Regions from separate parts of the Mus musculus genome. Here region 1 is linked to region 2. A link is a contact called in public HiChIP or PLAC-seq data. All regions are on one chromosome and are shown on one strand. Each heading gives the region's core, a stretch centred on a gene start, on an enhancer-like site or on the middle of the called end of the contact. The rest is flanking DNA. Distances are from core to core; before and after follow the strand shown.

Region 1 (6,665 bases), core at 214-2,713, 420 kb after region 2:
GGAAGCAGGGTCCCCTGCCTGCCCTATCCCTAAGTACTCAGGATTTGTCTTCCACCTATACCTTTTGTTATGAATTCTGTATTTCACAACAAAAAAGGATTTTAAAAAATGGTCCCTAGGAGGCTGGCTGAGCCATCCCTCACTGCCTGCTCTTTTGAATTTTTTCTTTTCTTTTTTAAGATTTATTTTATTTATTGTATGTAAATACACTGTAGCTGTCTTCAGACACCAGAAGAGGGGATCGGGTCTTGTTACAGATGGCTGTGAGCCTCCTTGTGGTTGCTGGGATTTGAACTCAGGATCTCTAGAAGAACAGTCACTGCTCTTAGCCGCTGAGCCATCTCTCCAGTCCCCATTTTGAATTTTCTATCCGACACCTTTATTACCTAGTTCATTCATATATACATACATGCATGCGTACATACATATACACACACATATACATACATTCATATATACATGTGTATATAGATTATATACATACACACATATATATGTTCTTCTGGGGTGTTGTCAACAAAGACTTTTGAGTTTTTCATTCTTTTTGTGTGTGTGTGTTTGTTTATTCCCAACACTAAGCTGAATTTCAAATCCCACATCTCCAGGTAAAGTCCCCACTTCTGGAACTTTCTGATTGCTTTCCTTCCTCTGGGTCAAATGTTCCTTTCCTGATTTTGAGCCAACTGTGAACTCCAACAAGAAGCTCTGACACTGGCCTCCTGGTGGGAGAAGACACTGAGGGCCGCCTCTAGGAAGGCAAAGAGGCAATGCCTGTGAAACCCAGAGTGCTCCTGCCCTTTGGCCTAGTAAGTTCACCTGTGGGAGGTTACATCAGAGATAGACTTGCATGGGTGGGCAAAGGATATGCAAGAAAATTCATGGTGGTCAGAATTAAATAAAACAGAAAACAACCTGAAAATGGAAGCAAAGACTTCTGGGAACTAGGAAAGGACTGTGCCTCTGTGATGGGATTTGTCATGGTTTCGTATTACATGGACAATGAGGAAAAGGAGTGAGGTTCCACAATGCAGACACCAAGCAAGCCAGGGTCTCCTTCCCAGGAGAGCAGCCATGTGCCTTCGAAGCTTCCAGGACAAAAAACAAACAAAGAATAAATGGCAAATCACTTTCAGAAGCAAACTGGGGCTGGAAAAGAATCTTGGGTGTTTTGTTTTGTTTTTTAAATCTCATTTTCCACCATCCCGCCCCACCCCCCACGTAAATATATTATTATCTTTTTAGGTAAAAACAAATATGTAAGTTAAAATCTAAATGAAACCACGGATGAGGCGACACCACAGGTGAGCTGGGCTGTGGGGAGTGGATTCCAGGGTTCTTAGGCTAGCAGCCCTGCCTTAAACTTCTGATCTGCATTTTTCCCAATCCAGGCAATCTTTCTCCTTGGCCCCAAACAAAGACACCATTGTCCTCTCTGCTTTAGTCAGGCTGGGGTTTGTTTGCCTTCTGGTCTCTCTCAATATAGCCCCTGATGGAAGATAAGGTAAGAAAGCCCCCTGTCCTGTGGGCAGCCCCTCCCTAGCCCTCACCTCAAATTGGAATTCCTCGGGTTCTCTCTGTGGAACGCAGCCCACAGGGAAGGCACGGGCCTTCTTTACTTCAACCAGAGGGATGGATTGTTGGGTTTTGCTTTTTTTTTTTAAATGTCTTCCTGTAGCTCAGGCTGGCCTCAACTGTGTAGCTGAGCCTAACCTTGAATATCCTGCCTCCACTTCCCAATTGATGAACTACAGGAGAGGGCCTCCACACTGGTTATATATGCTATTAGAGATTAAATTAATACATTTGCACTTCTTAGGCAAGCCACTCACCAACTGAGCTACACCCCCAGGCCCTATGGGTGGGTCAACCACACCTGGTTTTCCCCATGGGTTCTTGGGATCAAGTGTGGGGTCCTTAGGCTTAAACCACTGGGACTTCCTATTTGAGTCAGCCTTTTCTTTTCTTTTTTTTGAAATTTTATTTGTTTGTTTATTTAGTTATTTCATTTTTATGAGTACACTGTAGCTGTCTTCAGACACACCAGAAGAGGGCATCCTATCTCATTACAGATGGTTGTAATCCACCATGTGGTTGCTGGGAATTGAACTCAGGGCCTCTGGAAGAGCAGTCAGTGCTTTTAATCTCTGAGCCATCTCCCAGCCCTCATTTTTATTTTTTTAAACGATGTATATATTTTTAGTCATGGCAGCATGGTGGCAATCTCAGTTCCTGGGAGTTTGGGGCTAGCCTAGGCTATCTATTAAGTTCTAGGTCAGCCAGAGTTACGTGGTGAGACAGTGTCTCAAAACAAACAAAAAACCTCACACACACACAAAAAAACATTTATTTTTATACATGTATGTATGTACACCATGTGAGTGCAGTGCCTGCAGAAGTCAGAAGGTGTCATCAAATCCCCTACAGGAGTTACAGATGATGGTACCATACCACGTGGGTGTAAATGACCCCAGGTTCTCTGCCAGTAAAACCAAGTGCTCAGGCTGACCTTGAACTTCAGTAATTCCCCTGCCTCAGCCTCTGTGAGCTGGGATTAATGGCATGAGCCACCACACCCTCAGAGCTGTGAGTCATCTTTCCAGGCCTAACCAACCTCTTGGCCTGATCAGCCATTATGGTAGCTGACGCTTGCTATCATTTTCTTTCTTTCTATTTTTTTTTTTTTATGTCATCCAAAATCTTCCACAGCAGAAGCATTCATTTTACCAAACAGGAAAACAAAAAATTCTTTTGATGAATACTGTACCTCAACAACAAGGTTGGCACCTTTGAGGCATCAAAATGTGCAACTGTGCACGCCCACCAACTCCCGGGTGATGCTGTGGTCCTCAAACCATACTGAGTAGTGTGGGCGTGGACACTCGGTATGGAGTCTAGCTTGTACCAGTATTTTTGTTTTCTTTTTTTGGTTAGTTTTTCGAGACAGGGTTTCTCTGTATAGCCCTGGCTGTCCTGGAACTCACTTTGTAGACCAGGCTGGCCTTGAACTCAGAAATTTGCCTGCCTCTGCCTCCCAAGTTCTGGGATTAAAGGCGTGTGCCACCATGCCTGGCTAGTATATTTTTTTAAAGATTTATTTATTATTATCTCTAAGTACACTGTAGCTCTCTTCAGATGCACCAGAAGAGGGCGTCATATCTCATTACGAATGGTTGTGAGCCACCATGTGGTTGCTGGGATTTGAACTCAGGACCTTCGGAAGAGCAGTCGGTGCTCTTAACCACTGAGCCATCTCTCCAGCCCAGTATTATTATTTTTGTTAATTTCTCTACTGCACACACTCCCCCTCCCTTCTCCGTATGTTCCAGCCACCCGCTGCCATACCCCTTCGATCTAGCACAGGCCTCGGCCCCGTCAGTATTTTTCACTCAAACGCACAGATCTCTCTCCCCCAAAATAAATCATTTCTGCCAACAGGCAGCCACTCTTAGGGAGTAACCCTAGCTGGCCTAAGTAAAAAAAGCCCAAATCCAAAAGAATGTTCTGTAAACACAGATCCACAGTGCTTTTCTCGGGCTGTGAACTGAACGAACATACATGTTTTGGGCTTTTTTGATGCTGGGTCCTCTCTCTGCTTCGATGTGGGTGAGTCTGGCCCTTGTGATCCTGTCCCTGACACTGGGACATCTGTGAAGTATATGGAAGGTAGTGTTGGCTCCGCCCCCAGACCCACTTCTTGGGCTGGCAGCTACCAGCTCCTAGGCACCCCCTTCTCCTGGGATTGGGCACTAGCCAGTACCTTTCCCAATGACAGGGAGTGAAAACTATCTTCAACTATGTCAGATTGAAATGGGTATAGAAAGGTCCCCCACAAACTGTGGACAGGATAGATTGAAGGTCAACACTAAACCCCAGCTGCCCTCACTGCTTGACAAGTTCCTCTCAGGAACCCTCTTCCGTTAAGTCATCCTAACGGGGAACTGCTTCCGGTTTGCGGGGGCCCAAGACTATTTAGAACAAAAACTGCTTTCGTTGATGTTGTTAATGACGGCTTGTTGGGTTTTGTGTATTTGTGGTGGGGAGGGGTGTCTGTTGCTTGTCTAGAAATCACTGTTTAAGCTGGGCAGTGGTGGCGCAGACCTTTAGTCTCAGCACTTGGGGGAGGCAGAGGCAGGCAGATTTCTGAGTTCAAGGCCAGCCTGATCTACAGAGTGAGTTCCAGGACAGCCAGGGCTATACAGAGAAACCCTGCCTTGAAAAACCAATAAATAAATAAATAAATAAATAAATAATAAAAAGTAATCATTGTTTAGGCCAGGCTGTCCTGGAACTCACAACCCTTCAGGCTTCTCCTCCTTGAGATCACAGGCATGTACCACCATGACCAGCTATGGATACATTTAAAAAATGCTATGGGGCTTTTCCTCGGCACCTCTTGGTTTATTCAAATATTTAATGAGCTATCATCTGGATCACACCCTTGCCCGGATGGACACACACACACAAACACACACACACACACACACACACACACACACACCCCACAGAGAGACAGAAACAGGGATAGGAACAAAGAATCCTGTGGTTACTTTTTTTCTTGGTGAAGTCATACCCAGAAAAGGATTCCTAATCTTTTCTTTCATCTGTTTGGATATTAATGTAAGACATATTCAGGCTCTGGTTTCCCTGAATCTTTTTCAAGAATTTTTCTGTGAATTTTGAGTCTCTAATTAGATGTCCTCCGCAGTTGCTGGGATGCTAAGAGATCCTGTTGGTGGTATGGGTGAGAGGCAAAATTAGCCTGATTGTCCATCTAATGGTGGTCCCTAGGATTCTTGCCAGATTTTTAAAACGCTAAGTAAGCCTTGGTCTTTTTGGACTCTATGCAAACACATCCCTCACCCAGCTGTCTCCTGTATTTGTGCTGAGTGTCTATATCTTTGTTTCTGACCTAAATACAACACTTAGAATAGTCAGCAGCCAAACCCTAATGTTCACAGCTCGACCAAAGGCAAAGACCAAGTTCCCATTAAAGTCTAGGATGGTCTTTTGGAGCTTGTGAGGTTGGGTCTCATGAACAAACACATCCAAGACCTCCCAAAGTTTTCCATGTCTTTACCAGGAGACAATCATAGGCCTGATCTCCTCCCTCCAGTCCCTAGCTCCATGGCCTGCGCAGGTCAGTGACTCTACATGTTTGTCACCAGATAAGATAAATGTAGCCCCCAGCTCTTCTTTATGATCCAGTAATCTTTGGAGGCTAGCACAGGAGTCTGGGTGTGGAGACGGGCTCACGCCTTTCCCACAGTGCATATTGTTTATTACTTTGAAAGCAAAAGTTATCATTAAAACTCTAAAAATGTCTAGGCATCAATTTCAACTATGACAGTGCTGTCCAATAGAAATTAAGGGGCAAACTACCTTAAAACTTAGAAATTTCCCGAAGGAGCCAGGTACAGTGGCAATGTACCTACAATTCCAGTACTCAAGAGACTAAAGCAGAAGGTAGAGTTCAAGGCCAGACGAGATTACAGAAGACCCCGCCTCAAAACATAAGTAAACAAATAAATAGAAACAGATGAGATTCTTTAAAGCAGGGTCTCACGGAATCTCCCTGGATGGCTTAGGACTCCACATGTAGACCAGGTTGTCTAGAACTCTCCGAGATCTTCCTGGTCTGCACCCTGAGTGCTGGGACTTAAAGAGATTATCTAAAACGATACAGTTTAAACTTTATTTAAACATTACCAGTTCAACGTGGAATCTACATTAAAATTTGAGATTTTTTTTCATTAAGTCTTCAAAATCTAGTCTTAAACCACATCTCATTGCTGCTAGTCCCAAAGCAGCAGCCAAATGATGCCTCTCAATCACTAGAATTGCTGGTTCAAGGCTGGCCAGGGCTACTCTGTGAGTTCAAGGCCAGTCTAAGCAAGATTGTGAGACCACTTTCAGAATATACAGGTTAATGTTAGAACACCTGGCTCAGTGTGTTCAAGGCTCTGGATTCAATTTCCTGTATTAATTATTTACTTGATTAATTAATCTTTAGAGATAAAAAAAAAACTTGTGGTCAGATTCAAAGCAAATACAGATCTGATTTATATCATCAAGTTTAAAAACACTCATATTCATTAGACGTCATGATAGTGACTTCCCTTGGAGGGAAAGCAGGTTAACAGAAAGAAGGTAATGACCTCTAAGGCTAGAAATATTCTGATTTTTTTACTTGGTTTTAGTTGCAGACCTCTACATCTAGGCATTTTGGGGTATATAATTTCACCAAAGTTCAGTTTAGTAAAAAATACTTTTTGCTTGTTTGTTTTTGCTTTGTATTTTTTAAAGATTTATTTATTATTATATGTAAGTTCACTGTAGCTGTCTTAAGACACAGCATAAGAAGAGGGCATCAGGCCAGATGTGGTGGCGCTCGCCTTTAATCCCAGCACTCGGGAGGCAGAGGCAGGCGGATTTCTGAGTTCGAGGCCAGCCTGATCTACAGAGTGAGTTCCAGGACAGCCAGGGCTGTACAGAGAAACCCTGTCTCGAAAAACAAACAAACAAACAAACAAAAAAAAAAAGAAGAAGAAGAGGGCATCAGATCTCATTATGGATGGTTGTGAGCCATCAGGTGGTTGCTGGGATTTGAAATCAGGACCTTTGGAAGAGCAGTCAGTGCTCTTAACCACTGAGCCATCTCTACAGCC
Region 2 (6,600 bases), core at 1,126-3,625:
TCCCATTTTTTGGCCCTGGCGTTCACCTGTACTGGGTGGGGCATATACAGTTTGCGTGTCCAATGGGCCTCTCTTTCCAGTGATGGCCGACTAGGCCATCTTTTGATACATATGCAGCTAGAGTCAAGAGCTCCGGGATACTGGTTAGTTCATAATGTTGTTCCACCTATAGGGTTGCAGATCCCTTTAGCTCCTTGGGTACTTTCTCTAGCTCCTCCATTGGGAGCCCTGTGATCCATCCATTAGCTGACTGTGAGCATCCACTTCTGTGTTTGCTAGGCCCCGGCATAGTCTCACAAGAGACAGCTACATCTGGGTCCTTTCGATAAAATCTTGCTAGTGTATGCAATGGTGTCAGCGTTTGGAAGCTGATTATGGGGTGGATCCCTGGATATGGCAGTCTCTAGATGGTCCATCCTTTCGTCTCAGCTCCAAACTTTGTAGTATATGCTTATGTGTGTGTAGTTGAGTGTATCTACTCGAGTGTGCCAAGGCCAGGAAGGGTCTTCCTGCATCATTCCCTGCTGTACTCCTTTGAGACCAGGTCTGTAGCTAAACCTGGAGCTTGCATTTTTTTTCCAGCTAAGTTGGTAGCCAACCAACCTCAAGGACCCTCCTCCCTCAGGTCTCCTTGGAGCTAGGGTTGCAGGTGTTCATGGGATCACTCACAGGAGGTTCCAAACTCTGGTCCTCGCAATTACATAGCAAAATGTTCTAACCACTGAGCCATCTCTCCAGCCTCGGAGAAGACTTCTTTAACCAAGCTTTAGAATAAAACTGCAAAGACTACAGAGGAAGAAGAAAGACGGTAAAGCAGAGACAAAAACTCTCCTGCACACGTTTAAGAGAATATCGGATCTATGATAGCAGGAAGAAGTGAGAGGCAGGGTGACGCAAAGAAATGCCACAGATAAATAGACGGCAAGAAACGAGATAGAATTCAGAAATACTAACACTTACAGTTACAGAAGTATTTACTGGAGGCCATAAAGGATGGATACCATGGCTTTGCTGAGGACCATGAAGGGAATGCTCTTTCCTTGTGGTCTAAAGAATGGAAACTACTGGCCAGGTGTGGTGGCGCACGCCTTTAATCCCAGCACTCCGGAAGCAGAGGCAGGCATATTTCTGAGTTTGAGGCCAACCTGCTCTACAAAGTGAGTTCCAGGACAGCCAGGGCTATACAGAGAAACCCTGTCTCGAAAAACCAAAAAAAAAAAAAAAAAAAGAATGGAAACTACCTCTGGCCCAGGGGAGGGGCATGGCATTCTGATCTCTTCTCCAGATTAGATAGAACATTCTTAACTGTTTCCTTCTCCTTGAATGTTAATCCAGCTAGGTTTCTTGATCACCAGGCCAAGAGATTACCAGGTAGGAAGGCTGATGCCCTGGCTCCTGACGCTGTGTTGAGGAGAGAGGGGAGGAATAATTATCCCCTTATGAGATTAAGTCCCCACAGACAGCTACAGAGCCGCCAGAGTGAACATTGCTGAGCATAACTGACTCAGATAGGCACGACCTTTCTTTTTCTTATTCCTATCTCTTCGTCCAAACTTGGGCACACTTTGTGCCCAGAGCTTCTCATTCCTTCTCTGACGCTGCTCACTGTACACTGGTGCCACGCGGCTGCTTATGAACTACATGCCTTTCTCTTCCCTTTTCTGTCCTTCCTCCTGTCAGCGGCTGCCCACGTTTATAGCGTGCCTACCCTGTAGGGTTCTCTCTCTCTCTCTTTCCCTCTCCCTCTCAAATTCTAATTGCTTCATGCTTCATTTCAATTTTGTTTATATATTATTTCATTAACAAAACTAGCTTCCTAAAAAAGGAACCCCCAGCTTCCCCGGTAACATGTCATCCCATGTGGGGCTCCCCCCACCCCTTCCCACCACTGACTAAATATGTAACAACCGACAGAAGCTGACGAACATAAACTCAGTGCCCACAAACAAACTTACAGAAACTCTTAAGAAAGCAGCCTGGACTCTGGACAGATAGGAAAACCAACCGCAAAGATAAATACAGCCTTATTGCCACCCATGAGACGCAAGAAAATTGATATCCAGGCAAGGAAAATGTGACCACACCGCATACAAAGAAGACAGTGGCTGGCAGGAAAGGTATTATCTTCAGGGGGCAACTTTTGCTTAGAGCTAGGAAACTCTTATAGAAACTCGGGCTCCGAGGGGCTGGAAGGATGACTTAGCAATTAGAACATGCTCTGCCCTCCCAGAGGAGGTTCTTAGCACCCATGTTCAAGGCTCATAACTGCCTGTTACTCCAGCTCCAGGGGATCTGCCGACCTCTTCCGGACTCCATGGGCACCTCATGCACATGCGCATATCCACACATACGCACGTGGTTAAAAGTGAAAATTAAAACAATCAATCAATCAAACAAACATAAAACCCAGGCTGGCTGCTGCCTGGGAAATCAACTGCTGAAGAGAGAAACAGAAGGTAGTCTGCACGCAGTCCATTCCTGTCTAACCAGTTTGAACCCCAGCAGGGCACCACACACAAACCATTCCGGTCTAACCTGTTTGAAATCCTGAGGCACAAAGAGCTGTTCTCGGTAAAGTACGGTTAGAAAGTGAAGTCTGGAGACCTGAAGACTGTCCTACAAGGGAGAGAACTATTGGCTAGTTTTGTACTCTGTTTTATCTTTATTTCTTTATTCCTCGGTACCTTTTCTTTCTTTCTTTCTTTCTTTCTTTCTTTCTTTTTTTTTTTTTTTTTGTCTTCACATCTGTGTGCTGACTTACTTCATCTTCGTCTTTTCTCGCTAGCTTGTGCTTTACGGTCATTCTGCTGTGCTCCTTCCCCAGTGACCCACGTGCTTTCCCTTTCTTGGTCTCATTTCTTTCCCGACTCCTCCTTTCCTAGCGTTGCTAACCAATTGCTAATCAAAGTATTCTGACTTTTTTTTTTTTTTCGAGACAGGGTTTCTCTGTGTAGCCCTGGCTGTCCTGGAACTCGCTCTGTAGACCAGGCTGGCCTTGAACTAAGAAATCCGCCTGCCTCTGCCTCCCAAATGCTGGGATTAAAGGCGTGCGCCACCACAGCCCAGTGTATCCTCACTTTCTGCTTCCTAACTTTATCAATGACTTTTCTTACTGTGGTAAGAAAACGCGTGTCAGAACAAGGGTGGGAGGAGTTTCTTTGGCTCACAGTTTGAGGGTGCAGTCCACTGCAGCAGGGACGTTGGCTTATCCAGTGGTTGAGGGAGCTAGTCACATTTCACCCACAGTTAGAAAGCAGAGAGGAATGCATGTTGGTGGTCAGCTAACTTCCTTCTGTTACACAATGGAGGACACCTAACCAGGAATGGTATGGCACCATCCATGCTTAGAAAATCCTAATTTGAAAAGTCTTTCACCCACGTGCCAAGAGGTTTGTATCTCTGGTCATTGTAAACCCTATTAAGTTGGTAATTAAGATCAGTCACCACATTAGCCCTACTGGAAATGTAACTGAAGTGCCCCCCTTTTTGCCTCTAACCTTTTTTCCGATGTGTCTCAGCACTGCGTTTGATCTAATCAGTATTCCTATTACTGCTGTTTAGTTTCAGACCTAGGACAAGGGACCTAGGTACATACTTTACATACCAGAGCAATCCTGGCCTCCGGGTTCTCCCAGCATCCCTCAGTCCCTACCTGGAAAACCCTGCCCTCAATCCTGAAACCTCCAGCCCAGAGGCTGGGCTGCCCTTCCCACAGATGCTCTTCCCTGTATAATCCAGACATTTTCTCCTCTCTCTGCACGAGCACTTTCTCTTCCTTTTTCCCCCTCCCCTCTGTCTGGTCTCTTTCCTCTTAGGGCCTGTGACCTGGCCCACCCAAGAGCAGTTTCTCAATAAACCTGCATTTATGTATATTTTAATCTGCCTTGGATTGGCTCATTTTATCAGCAAAGAAAATAAGTTATCACTACCTGTACGTCCCTTCTAACTCGTAGTGAGGATCCTGCAGTCAAAGTGACAACCACTAAGAAGATCTATATATAAATTAAAACTAACAAAAAGAATGAGAAAAAAAAAACCACACACTCATCCCAACTGATGTGCAAATTACAACACAGAAACACAAACCACAAAAAACCCAGCGCGATGCCTCCCACAGCCCCCAGAAGGCCTCCCTAGCTGAAGCCAAAGACACTGGAATACAGGGAAGCCAATCCAAAACACTAAAACTCAGCAACATCAGAGAGGATTCAAACAAGTAGACAAATGAGAGAAAGCAATTCAAGACCTAGGTTTTATTATTCTTTAGATTTATTTTATTTTGTGTGCATGAATGTTTTTGCTTACATATGTGCGTGCGTGCGTGCGTGCGTGCGTGTGTGTGTATGCCTAGTGCCCTTCCATGTGGGTGTTGGGTGTCAAACCTGTGTGTGTGTGTGTGTGTGTGTGTGTGTGTGTGTGTGTGTGTGTGTGCCTGGTGCCCTTCCATGTGGGTGCTGGGTGTCAAACCTCTCTGTGTGTGTGTGTGTGTGTGTGTGTGTGTGCCTGGTGCCCTTCCATGTGGGTGCTGGGTGTCAAACCTGTGTGTGTGTGTGTGGGTGTGTGTGTGTGTGTGTGTGTGCCTGGTGCCCTTCCATGTGGGTGTTGGGTGTCAAACCTGTGTGTGTGTGTGTGTGTGTGTGTGTGTGTGTGTGCCTGGTGCCCTTCCATGTGGGTGTTGGGTGTCAAACCTGTGTGTGTGTGTGTGTGTGTGTGTGTGTGTGTGTGTGTGTGTGCCTGGTGCCCTTCCATGTGGGTGCTGGGTGTCAAACCTGTGTGTGTGTGTGGGTGTGTGTGTGTGTGTGTGTTTGTGCCTGGTGCCTTTCCATGTGGGTGCTGGGTGTCAAACCTGGGTCCTTTGTAAGAACAAGTGCTCTTAACCACTAAGCTACCTCGCTAGCCCAAGACCTAGATGTTAAAAGTCAGCAGCATGGGAAGAGACTCAACTGCGTGAAGGAGAAAGTCAGCAGGAAACTGAGATTCTGAAAAGGAACCAAACTGAAATTAGAGGGATGAAAGAATCAACCAATCAGGGGCTGGCAAGATGGCTCAGTGGTTAAGAGCACTGACTGCTCTTCCGAAGGTCTTGAGTTCAAATCCCAGCAACCACATGGTGGCTCACAACCATCCCTAATGAGATCGACGCCCTCTTCTGGTGTATCTGAGGACAGCAACAGTGTACTTCCATATAATAAATAAACAAATTTAAAAAAAAGAATCAACCAATCAAATAAAGCAGTGGAAAGTAGCCTCTGCACACAACACTAGGCAGAAGAAAGCTGCGGCTGAGGAACTGTCACACTCAGGGCTGAAGAGATAGCTCATCAGTTAAGGGCACTGCTCCAGAGGACCGGGGTTCAATTCCCAGCACCTTCCGGTGGCTCATGGCTGTCTGTGATTTCAGTTCCAGGGAATCCAACACTCTTACACAGACATGAATACAGACAAAACACCAATGCACATAAAATAAATTTTAAGAATTAAAAACAACAACAAAAACACCCACAAGGTCTTAATCATCTATTGCTTACAGACAACATATCTCCCTGGCAAAGACACAACTAGAAAGGTAAAGTATGGAATACAATGTACCAAGAAAACTGAAGCAGGAAACAGGCAGAAACAGCCACTCTTATATAAGACAAATCAGACTTGAAGACAAAATTGGTCAAAAGAGATAAAGGAGCGCATCAGATATACTTGTACCAAATGTTGGTGCATCTAACTTCATTGAAAAAAAAAACACACTTCTGGACATACAGTGACAAACAGGGCCAGGTACAATAATAGTGGGAAACTTCATTACTCCTCTCTCATCAATAGATTGGCTAGACACACACCCAAAATGGAAAAACTTCAGATGTAATCTGTAATCAAGTGACCTTGACAGACACTTGCAGAATAATCTATCCAACAGCTAAAACAAACCTACCATCTACTCAGCAACTCTTTGGAATGTTCTCCAAAATAGGGCACATCCTGGGCCAAGTTCAAGTCTTAACAAAAGAATTGAAGTAGTTTCCTGATAAGATCATAATGGAGTCAACTAGAAGTCAGTAGCTAGAGAAACTACAGAATCTAGACAAATGCATGGAGATTGAACAATATACTCTTTTTAAAAAATGCATAGGTGTGCTTTATGTATGTGTTCCTATAAATATGTGTGAACATAAGTGTGTGTGTGCTCTATGTATGTGTTCCTATAAATATGTGTGAACATAGATGTGTACATAGCACAGAGCTCGATGCCCTCCCACACCCCTCTCCACCTTATAGTCTGAGGCAAGGTCTCTCTCTGTATCTGGAGCTTGTTAATTTGTTGAGGCGGAAGCCAATATGTTCCCAGAAGCTACCTGTCTCAGCCAGCACCCTGCGTCCTACCCCTTTATACACACGTAAATGCACACACGTGCACACATCTGCTGAGCACTAGCATTAGAAAAACATGCTGCTACATGAAGTTTTTTGTGTGAATGCTGGCAATTTAAACTTGGACCATCACTCTTATGCAATATACATACATCTTACCAACGGAACCATCTCCCTAGTCCCTGAGTGTACACCCTTGACAAAATCAAGAAAGAAATTGAAAAACTCTTAAAT

What was found. HiChIP or PLAC-seq counts read pairs in DNA pulled down with a chosen protein or histone mark.
Region 1: a contact with region 2 is called in an H3K27ac HiChIP or PLAC-seq map of embryonic stem cells, with 2.8 times the contacts expected there. The contact joins two enhancer-like sites. A contact is called at or near these places in 1 of 484 Hi-C or Micro-C datasets (bone marrow-derived macrophages) and 3 of 115 datasets of contacts at active chromatin or transcription factors (embryonic basal ganglia, embryonic stem cells and pancreatic cancer cells).

What each region holds. Positions count from the first base shown.
Region 1 is chr2:144,309,033-144,315,697 of GRCm38.p6, forward strand. All of the region lies in intron 3 of Ovol2 (ovo like zinc finger 2), which reads right to left. Among named protein-coding and RNA genes, the nearest start is that of Ovol2, 20 kb to the right of the region's middle. Within about 2 kb of position 1,464, at least 21 of the 459 cell types and tissues checked have an H3K27ac peak or open chromatin away from gene starts, as enhancers often do. A contact at or near this core is called in embryonic stem cells, where this site is marked.
Region 2 is chr2:143,887,721-143,894,320 of GRCm38.p6, forward strand. It overlaps a transcript of Bfsp1 not described here. Among named protein-coding and RNA genes, the nearest start is that of Dstn, 24 kb to the right of the region's middle. Within about 2 kb of position 2,376, at least 66 of the 459 cell types and tissues checked have an H3K27ac peak or open chromatin away from gene starts, as enhancers often do. A contact at or near this core is called in embryonic stem cells, where this site is marked.